Linked DNA regions of Zea mays: all the other regions are linked to region 1. Evidence: chromatin contacts called from public Hi-C data. All regions are on one chromosome and are shown on one strand. Each heading gives the region's core, a stretch centred on a gene start, on an enhancer-like site or on the middle of the called end of the contact. The rest is flanking DNA. Distances are from core to core; before and after follow the strand shown. Region 1 overlaps LOC103635813 (a long non-coding RNA gene). Region 2 holds the start of LOC100191807 (glycerol-3-phosphate dehydrogenase). Region 3 holds the start of LOC100283012 (VQ motif family protein).

Region 1 (3,568 bases), core at 669-3,168:
AGTCTGGTGCATTTGTAAATAGCATACAAAAAACATGTGAAAAAAAAACTGGAATGACCTTACAAAAACTTTTGTTGTTCTTACAAAAGCAAATTCACATCTCTTCTAGCCACATTCACTTCACATCACATGATAGCACCAAGCGCTCTAATATAGGACAACATATAATAAACAACTAGCTGACATGGATCAAGACCCTATATAAAAAGCCTATATAAAAAAACTCGGCCGGGGAGGGAAAGACCGCCCTCCCAGTATTCCATATAAGAAGAGACCGAAACAATGGTCCCGGCCGAGAAAATTTCTGAACCCTGGCCCCCATCACTAACGGGTCGGCGTCAACTGTCCACTCTGCAACGGCCCAACCGGAGGGTGGCGCACAGGACATCGCAACCCGAGAGCGGATGGGGTACAGCGAGGGGATTATAATAAACAACTAGCACTTAAGTAAGGTACAACGAGATAAGATGATCACTGCACATCAAACTGAGTTGTGACAGATCAGCTGTTAGATTATAGTATCTGGGAACCAAAGTTTGGACAAACTCCATAGACATATACTACTACACAAATCATTGGCAAGACTCACATATCTGAAACTCCATGGCATATAGTACTAGTTGTTTCGTTCCTGCTGTCTAAGATAGAGCTAACTATTTGTTCAGCAAAGGGGAATTCACTTGTACTTACATATGAAAAAAATGGAAAATGCATGCATACACATACTGTTTTCTTAAAGATATTGGTTAGCTGAATCTTTCCTATGTTCTATACATAAGTTCTGTGCTACTGTTTTCCGTAATCTTGAAGGGCACCTTGCAATATGTGGATGTGGCAGCCTTGATTATTATCGAAAGTGAGAAGCAAACATTCAGACTTAAACATATTATCCAGTTGAAAGCATGAACAATATGAACGAAAGAACAGGTAAAATGATAAATGATGTCGTTTACTGTGTGCTAAATTTACTCTAAATGTACTCAGTGTTCAGTTGCTGTCTTGCCAAATATCTGATGAGTCAGATTTTGCTATTTTGGTCAGCACCTCCTTTGGAAAATCGGACAGAATGTTGCTCAACATATTGAAGCCTTTACTTTAAATAATATATCCTAATATTTTCATGTAAGGCAGCAAAAAACTAGTGGTTCAAATTAAGTCTCATAAGAACATTTCAACATGAGTTTCAGACAGCACCAAATGTCCAACCAAGCTAATAAAAACATATATAGGTCTATGTAAACTTGTTAAATTTACTACTTGAGATCAGTTTCATTATGGTAACTTAATAAATAATCAATATTATTTAGCCATGCTAAATGTTTAAGTCCTAGTTTTGGAATTTTACGTGTGACAGTAAGAAAACATCAAGTAACCTGACGGAAAAAAAACTTCAGGTGAGTTTGTACAAGAATTCACATGACTTCTAATACTAGCGCATATATGGCAACTTTAGGCCCAGGTCCCAGCTATCAAGATTTCAAAAGTAAAACTATGAACCAAGGAATGCATCGTTGAAGCCCAGGTCCAGTTTTTTTTAAAGACTCAATTTCAAAAATAAAAATATCTATATAGTATCGGCTATAGCTATTAATTTTTATGTCTATGTCCATATTTAAATATAGACTTAATAACCACAACAAATAGGGGTAGAGCTCTCAGTGTGGCAAGATATGGCGCCCGCCGTACCTTGATTTTCTAGTGATTTACCCCAAAATCCCTGTGTACCATAAGCACATAAAAGGATATTAAGTTTCACTGCGGGAAATTTAGCATCGGCGGCCAGAGGAAGAACAGAAACGCATGTACTTTACTAACCATTACCAGGCCTCTGAAGAACAGAAACGCATGTACTTTACTAACCATTACCAGGCCTCTGAAGAACAGAAACACATGTACTTTACGAACCATTACCAGGCCTCTAGGCTCTATGGGCCCTTTGGCCTTTGCTTGGCACATTGACAGTTGAACAAAAACTTACCAGGCCTCTAGGCTGCTACTTTTTTTATCGAAAGCGCAGGGGAATTACGCCTTAAAATATATTAAGAAGAGGAAAAAAAAAGGTCTATAGTAGACCAGGGTTACAACATTTAACTCCTTACGGAGGCCAGTACCACACATAAGTGAAAGAGACTAAGAAAGCCAGACTCAAGAAACTACTAAAATAGAAATAGTAGGGTTCAGTCATTTGTCAAAGAAGCTGCCAAGAAGAAGAGACCCTTGGCCCCAGCTAATTCCCAAAGTCTTCTCTCATCATCAGCATGCCTAAGGATAGAGGGAAGACTAGGAGTCTGTCCATCAAACACACATCTGTTGCGGTGATTCCAGATCGTCCATGCCCCCAAAGAGATCAGCGAACTCAGACCTCTCTTGACTATTCCCTGAACTGTTTCAGAAGCTATCTCCCACCATTCCAGGAAGGAAGTCAAGCCCGGCTGGGGAGCCAAGTTATCCAACCCAAACTTTCTGAGCAGATTATACCAGAAAATCCTTGCAAACACACATGAGACCAGCAGGTGGTTAATAGTTTCAGGTTCTTGATCACACAGTGGACAACTGCTAGGATGATTGAGCCCTCTTTTTGCTAATCTGTCAGCAGTCCAGCACCTATTATGGGCCACTAGCCAGAGGAAGAAACGACATTTTGATGGAGCCCAAGTTTTCCAAACCCGTTTATAGTGTCCAAATGTACATGATCCCAGGAAGAGACCCTTGTAAGCTGCCTTAGCTGAATATTTTCCATCTGGGGCTATACTAAAGATGTGTCTATCTTCAATGAGAGGGTGCAGCTCAAAACCAGAGAGAGCTTAAAGTAATCTGCCGGTACTCCAACAGTAAGACCACCTCTAATATCATTAAATCCATCTGTTGTTTAACAAGGCCTCATGAACCGTTCTACTTTTTGCTATCCTCTTTGGGATTATAGAAAATAGGCTAGGGGCAATGATCGAGATGCTTTTACCCTGCAACCAGTTATCGGACCAGAAGATGGTACTATGTCCATTACCTACCATCGAGACAAGGACTTTACTGAAGAACGCTCTAGCTTTACTTGGAACCTGAATAGGAAGTCATGTCCAAGGTCTTCTAGAGTCGGTTTTTTGTAGCCACAACCATCGCATCCGGAGGGCCCATCCAAGTTCCGGTAGACTAGAGATACCCAATCCACCAAGCTGAAGTGGGCGACACACCTTGCCCCAAGCCACCAAACAGTGTCCCTCTTTAGCTTCTTTTCTTCCTCTCCAAAGAAAGCCCTTTCTTATTTTATCTATAGCATCAATCGACTCTCTATGGGCCCTTTGACCTTTGCTTGCACATTGACAGTTGAACAGAAACACATGTACTTCACGGCGGATTTGGGTGCCGGTTTAAAATTAAGCAGATGCGATCGGGGACAGGTTGCAGATGGGTTTTTAATTCACCCGACCCCAATCCAACGGGTTTAGATAGACTTCACAGGTGTAATTGCTGATAGGTTTTTACTTCACCCGATCCAAATCGGACCGACCCATTACCATCCCTCCCTAATAAGGACTCAGGCGGTCAGGCCTGGGTCGAAGACTCTTTTGTA
Region 2 (3,568 bases), core at 580-3,079, 300 kb after region 1:
AACTAAAATAATAAACCAAAATATAAAATAAGATCGTGGATACATAAAAATCAGATCGTGGGTACTTAAAACAGTACTGTAGAATATGTAGATATATATAAAAATATAGAGCAAAATTATATACACAAAACACACATGAATGAGAAAAGGAGCAAGCAAAAAATAATACAAAGAATAAATAATTAATAAAAATAAACATAAATAGGTAAGACAATAACTGTCAAAGGTAACTGTGGAGCATCTCATGATTTGTACATGCGAACATTATAAAGCGCAACATAGAACATCGTGACAACGTCAGAATCAGACATATGAAATAAAAAATAAAATAAAAAACATGTAATAGAGAAAAATAAAAAGTATGCCAGTTGAATATTACCTAAACAATCTAAAATATATCATAGAACATTTTGCAAGTGCTACATAAATACTCAAAGATAAACATAGAACATCTTATTTATACTACGTGAACTTTCAAAACTATACCATAGAATTCTCTCACAAAAAAACATGAACCATTAGAAGAGATTTTTTAAACTAATTATAGTAATAAAATAAATATTAAAAAATAAAAATGATAAATATCTATTATATAAATTATGCAAAATATGATTCAAACCATGTTATTGTTGTTGTCCTAACCTACATTTACACACCAAGTCAACAAAATACACATGTCTTTATGTTTTATAATTGATATTTGTAAATGGAAAATGTAGCAATATGTAATATACATGCACTTTGCTAATAAAACTAAAAGAACAAAAAAATCAAAGAAGATAAATAGAATGGGAAAAGAAATAGGAAAAAGTATATAAAAATAAAATAAAAACGCCTAATACTTCCAAGAAGTAGAGAAGAAAAAGAAAACTAAAATAAAATAAAGAAAAATAATAAAAAGGAATTAGAAATATAAGACTAGTTTGGAGACTTATACACCGTTTGTTTTCCTTCTAGATTATATAGTTGATTATGGTGGAAGGATATGATGGTAAAGTAGCAAGATCACAAATAAACTAAAATAAGTTACCAAATACTAACTTATTTATATTATCAAAGTGATATTTTACTCTCTTTCAATTTATATAATTTAGCAGGAAAACAAACACACCCTTAGGGTTAGTTTGGGAGTCACAAAACCGGAGGAGGTGGAGGAGCTATAATCCCTTTATTGTTCAAAATTGAATAAGAATGAGCTTTTAGCTACTACATTCCCCTCCGGATTTGTGACTTCAAACTAGCCCTTAAATTCCTTCAGAGATTATGGACCTGTTTGGCATGGCTATAGAGTAAAACTCTAAGGATGAGCTGACCAGAGCATGCCAAACACTCTAACTCCAGAGTTGTAAGCTCTATGAAGTTTTTGGAGCTACAGTACAATTTTTTAAAGTACCTATTTTGCTGCTCCGAAAACTCAAAAAAGCATTCTAGTTATGGAGTTTAGATTTATTTAACCGTCACTGCCACCGGTTACGACAAAAAAATCTAAACTCTAGAGCACTACCAAACACGTCCTAAGTGAGAAATTAAGTGACAATCAAGTTTAAGTTTCTAAAGTAGCCCTAATAAAGGAAAGAAGGAAAAAACGCACTGTTTGGAAGAGAGCACTTCGTGGAGAAATTATAGAGAAGGAGCAAAGGCGATTCGTTTTTCTCATGCTCGCTTACCGCATTGGATTGTGCCCCGGAGTTGGTGCTGGTAGCTGAGCGCGACCGCCTGAACCGAGAGAGCCGAGCCGCCGAGCGGGCGTCGCCACCAACCCCACCCGGAGCAGAGTTCAAAGGGCGGCGCGGCGCGGCCGCGGGCCTCCTCGGTCGTGCCGATTGACAGCAAGTTTGCGCTGGGATTTGGTATTTCTGGCCGCCCAACCCCACAAAACCCCCACGAAACCCACCCGCATTTCCCCTGTGCAGCTGTGCTGGCCAAGTCGTCTGGACTCTGGAGCCTGTCTGCCCGTCCCGGTTCAGCTTGCTCGCCTCGCTTATGAGTTCTGAGCTGTGACAAGAACTCAGGAGGTGGTTGACGGGTGAAGCGATGGTGGGGAGCTACGCGAACGGTGGCGGGGCTGCGCCGGCGGCGGTAGCGGCGGAGAAGCTCGACGAGCTGCGGCTGCTGCTGGGGAAGTCGGACGGCGACACGCTGCGGGTCGTCGGGGTGGGCGCCGGGGCGTGGGGGAGCGTGTTCTGCGCGCTTCTGCAGGACGCGTACGGCCGGCACCGCGACCGGGTGCAGGTGCGCGTGTGGCGCCGCGCCGGGCGCGCCGTAGACCGCGCCGACGCCGAGCGCCTCTTCGAGGTCATCAACTCCCGCGAGGACGTGCTGCGCCGGCTCATCCGCCGCTGCGCCTACCTCAAGTACGTCGAGGCGCGGCTCGGGGACCGCACGCTGCACGCCGACGAGATCCTCCGCGACGGCTTCTGCCTCAACATGCTCGACACCCCGCTCTGCCCGCTCAAGGTCGTCACCAACCTGCAGGAGGCCGTTTGGGACGCCGACATAGTTATAAACGGCCTGCCCTCCACGGAGACCAGGGAGGTATTCGGGGAGATCGGGAGGTACTGGAAGGAGCGGATCAGCCAGCCGCTCATAATCTCGCTGGCAAAGGGGATCGAGGCGTCGCTCGACCCTGTGCCCCGGATCATTACGCCCACGCAGATGATCAGCAATGCAAGTGAGTTCTTTGCTCAAGTCTCGTTGTGATCTAGCAGTACTATGTTCTCATGGTTGAGTTACTAGTTTCGATGATCTCGTACCTCTGTATACTTGTGGAAGTGGGCCTAACAAATTTATTTGAAGATCTAAATGCTGCTCCACTGGCTCTACATACAGTACCCCTGTACTGTCCCTGATGGAATTTTTCTGGATAATCATCATGATCTGTATCCGTGGCCCTTCATAATATTTATTGCTTATTTTATAATTATCTGGGTGGTACTCCCTCCATCCCAAATTACAAGACATCTCAACTTTTTTGGAGGCAAAACATTCCAAATTTGACCAAATTTATGTAATATTAAAATACCAAATAACTATCATTAGATTATTTATTAATTATATTTTTTATAATATACCTATTTGATATCATAAATCTCTGTACTTTTTCTATGGTTTTGGTTTGACTCTCCGATAAAGTTGGAATGTCTTGTAATTTATGATAGAGGGAGTAGTATATTATTTGCCTGCTGTTGATTATATGAAGAGCTAGTTAATGTCCGCTCCCTAAGGGTCTGCCCACGTGTTATGTTTGCTCCGCAATCCTTGATTCCCTTATGAACTTGTAAAAACACTTTAGCAGGGTACATTGGGATTATTACTGAACATTGTTTGTTCTGGTTTCTACCTGTCGCCTATTTTACCGAACTGATACTAACACCCTGCTCTTTATCTCAATTCTGTATACTATACTGTTGGTTTGCTTTTGTGGTTGTTGATCATGGATTCTTACTGCAGCTGGAGTTCCCTTGGAGAACATTCTATATCTTGGAGGCCCAAACATTGCTTCTGAGATTTATAACAAAGAATATGCGAATGCTCGCATATGTGGAGCTGACAAGTGGAGGAAACATCT
Region 3 (3,568 bases), core at 605-3,104, 280 kb before region 1:
GCCTTATATAGTTGTGGACCCCAAAAAACATAATTTTCTTAATTGTTTTTTGTTTCAGATATGTTTTGTGGTCCTAAAAAATATTAATTTACCATAGTCTACATTGTTACTCCTGTTGTTGGCATGTCCCTTTATTTGTGCTCATTATAGTTCTGTATGACTTATATAAATTAGTGTTTATGCTTCATAAGGCAATATTTATTGCATGCAAGTTTAATTAGCTTGACCTTATAACTTTGGTGTTCATCTATTTTGATTCCCTTTCCTGATCACAATGATTTGTATATAAATCAGAGAAGCACAAATAACTTAAAATCAAAACCATTGTAAAGAAAGTCAACACAAAATGTGAAATGTAATTTATGTACAAAGTATATTGTTTTATACTTTTATTATGTTTTCGTAATTTTTTATTGCCTGCTCCTAAGACCTCAACAAAGTTAATAATGTGGAGTTGTGGACTGGACATGGAGATTAGTATGTCCATATGATAATTTTGGACAGTCAAATTGAACTTTGTGTAATATTGTGCGAAACAGCGAATCCTGTAATCTTACACTGAAACTTATTGCCTGGTTTATATACAGAAGCAGCTGCAAGGAAAAACATCAATTACAGAAGCAGCTGCAAGGACTTGCGAAGGTTCTAGAGGAGGAAAGGAATAATATTTTCAGTCTCCAGGCAAAAAATGACTGAAGTCGGTCCATCTTTTCAAGCACTACATTACATTTTATAGCCTATAGAGTAAATGTGATCTGAAATTATTTTGTCCTTACTCTTCTATTTGTATGCTTATTCTGAAATTACTTTGCACTATTGGCCAAATGATCTACCCATCACATTTTTGGAAAGAGCAGCGCTACAAGTTTATGTATATGTTTAATGAGTACTGATCAGAATATAAAACTTCATCAGGGAATTGGTGCGGTTCCCATTTTTTTTAAAGTCGATTACTTCAGCTGCACATTTTAGGTGGTCCGCGCGCTCTACGCTCCCGGCTACATTGCTAATGGTCCACTTTACTAACTGCTAGGGTTCATTTTCTTAATCCATTGCACTGACCGAGCTGTGTGTGGTTTAGAAAGTAGGATATTGTTAGGGAATTTTGTTTGAACAGATTTGACTGCTATTTTGGGTTTATGATTTCGCTCCATTTAGAAGATAAGCCTGCCTTGTTATTATACGGTTCCGTTGCAACGCACAGGCACTTATATATATATATATATATATATATATATATATATATATATATATATATATATATATATATATATATATATATATATATATATATATATATATATATATATATATATATAGCTAAAACTCTAAACCTAGAAAGTCCAAAAACGATTTACAAATTGGAAACTTTGCAATCTAAATGGCACTTCAACTATGACTACAAGACGAGCCGGTAAAATTTGATGTCAAAAAAGTCAAACAACATTCTTTCTGAGACGGAGGGAGTACTTATTAATATTTTATGTATATATTTGGTTAAAGTTAAATATATTTTACTTTTGGATGATCATTGGTAGAGAAAACCATGTGTTTCAAGAGTGCTTGTACATTTAAATGAGCATATATATCTATGCTGTGTTTTAGAAAAGAAAGAAAAGCGATACCTGCTGGGTGGACTTGGCGAATTTCCCTATCTATCTCCTCCCCAAGTCCCGTCCCCCACCCGCCGGTTCATTCAACAGTGATTTCCACTCAGAGTCAGAGCCACCGTTTGTAAACACCCGTTTGCACGGCTCGCTAATTCTTCTTCCGTGCCAGTTGTCCTTCCATGGCTACTGAATCGGGAAACCCAACCCATCCACTATCTTATACTCCTCCCATCCCTCGCTCACCACAGCATCGCCACTACTCGCTCCACCATCCCCTGACCCCGTGCACCCGCACCATTAGCTCGGCCTAGCTTGCTTCGATCATCGGCTCGATCGGTTCTCTGACTCTGATCTGATCTGGAGATCGATCTCGGCCGGCCGGCCGGCTATGGACGGTTCGAAGAGCAATGCTCACCAACAAGGCGCGGCGGTGACTAGCACCACCAGCTCGGCGGGCAAGCGCAAGGGAAAGGCGGCTTCATCTTGCGGCGGCGGAAAGAAGCCACCTATCAAGGTGGTGTTCGTCGGCAACCCCGTGCGGGTGAAGACCAGCGTGGCGGGCTTCCGCGCGCTGGTGCAGGAGCTCACCGGCCGCCACGCCGACCCGTACAAGCACAGCGTTGGCGACGCCGACGCCGACGACAGCAGCAGCGGTGGCAGTGGCAGCCCGGTGGAGCTGCAGGTGGGCGGCGCGCTGTCATCGGACTCCGCCTCTGCTGCCGGCGTGGCCCAAGTCATCTCAGTGCCGGCTTACGACGACGACGACGACGACGGCTTCGCGCCACAGCTGATCGACAACAGCTACTCCGTGTTCTCGCCGCCCACGTTCCTCTACGGCCCGCACGGCGGCGAGCTGTGATTCCAACAGTACATGTATGTATGTGTAGTTGTGTATCGCATTCTAGCTAGCTCCAACGAGCATCATGTGTATCGTATGTGCATGCGCTGCAGGCTCGGTAGCACGCAAGTGTAATACGTAATTAGGATTGATTTCTGCACGCTAGCTAGCTAGCAACGCAAATCTCTGTTATGCTGCCACCGGCCGGCAAAGTAGTGGTACACTAATATAATGCCCTCCGGTTTGATGGGTGGTGCTTGTGGTGTGTGGGAGCCACGTAATCTTTGTTTGGAAGGGAATTGCGTTGTACAATGATGAATCGTCAGGTATTTTGAGTTAACAATTCCCTTTCGTGCTAATTATTGGTTCCTCTTATAGACCAAACAAGTTAATTAGAGATGAAACACTCAGAGCTGATTTGGTGACCAGGAGAGTAGAAGGAATCCATAGGGAGGAATTTCCTTCTTATTTAAAATTGAATAGTAAGAGAATTCCTTTCTCATGGATCTCTATTTTTTTAATCTCCAAACCATCCGTCAGGGGATAGGATTAGTTTTGAATGGCTCCAGGAGAATCGGATTCATCTTCCGCTCTTTTTAGCTAGCTAGGAACTGGCCTTCTCAGTGTTGACCCAATGATCCATATTTGACAAAGATATATAGATCCATTTTTTGACTCATATATACACACACATATTATACGTTCATGGGAATGACATATTATATAGATCCATTTTTTACTCATACACACACACACATATTATACGTTCAGAGCTCCTTCTTAACAACATATTATCGGTCCTCTTTTGGACTGTCTAAAATATTTTATCTCTCTACATATTGAATTTCTGGCTAAGCTATTGATCAAGCATGGCTCATCGTTTGCCTCCATCATGAAAAGTATAAGTCCTGTTCTAATTAGATATAATATATATCCATCATTCATGATTATAAAATATAATAGAACAAGCAAAACTAAACCATATAGGGGTATATTGAAATCACATAATAATCAATCTTAATTATCCAAATCGACAAGTATACTCAGAGCATGACCACATAAAAGTTCTTCTAGAATTAAAATATTAGATAAGAAAATCAGTATGGAGCTAATGGTTGAT

The links. Hi-C and Micro-C count contacts between places; a contact is called where the count stands out from the background.
Region 2: a contact with region 1 is called in a Hi-C map of ear, with 3 times the contacts expected there. The contact joins the promoter of LOC100191807 here to the enhancer-like site in region 1. A contact is called at or near these places in 4 of 25 Hi-C or Micro-C datasets (ear, leaf and tassel).
Region 3: a Hi-C map of leaf shows a contact between it and region 1, with 5 times the contacts expected there. The contact joins the promoter of LOC100283012 here to the enhancer-like site in region 1. A contact is called at or near these places in 2 of 25 Hi-C or Micro-C datasets (endosperm and leaf).

Annotation. Positions count from the first base shown.
Region 1 is chr8:123,207,698-123,211,265 of Zm-B73-REFERENCE-NAM-5.0, forward strand. LOC103635813 (a long non-coding RNA gene) reads right to left here. Exons shown (of 2, transcript XR_004852022.1): 2 at 1,835-3,568. Among protein-coding and RNA genes, the nearest start is that of LOC103635813, 12 kb to the right of the region's middle. Within about 2 kb of position 1,919, at least 9 of the 20 cell types and tissues checked have an H3K27ac peak or open chromatin away from gene starts, as enhancers often do. A contact at or near this core is called in ear, leaf and tassel, where this site is marked.
Region 2 is chr8:123,502,903-123,506,470 of Zm-B73-REFERENCE-NAM-5.0, forward strand. LOC100191807 (glycerol-3-phosphate dehydrogenase) reads left to right here and starts at 1,830. Exons shown (of 5, transcript NM_001137232.1): 1 at 1,830-2,671; 2 at 3,451-3,568. The coding sequence starts at 2,035.
Region 3 is chr8:122,927,477-122,931,044 of Zm-B73-REFERENCE-NAM-5.0, forward strand. It overlaps LOC100283012 (VQ motif family protein), which reads left to right and starts at 1,855. Exons shown (of 1, transcript NM_001155914.1): 1 at 1,855-2,700. The coding sequence starts at 1,999. The coding sequence ends at 2,469. It overlaps LOC103635811 (a long non-coding RNA gene), which reads left to right. Exons shown (of 2, transcript XR_557637.2): 2 at 588-851.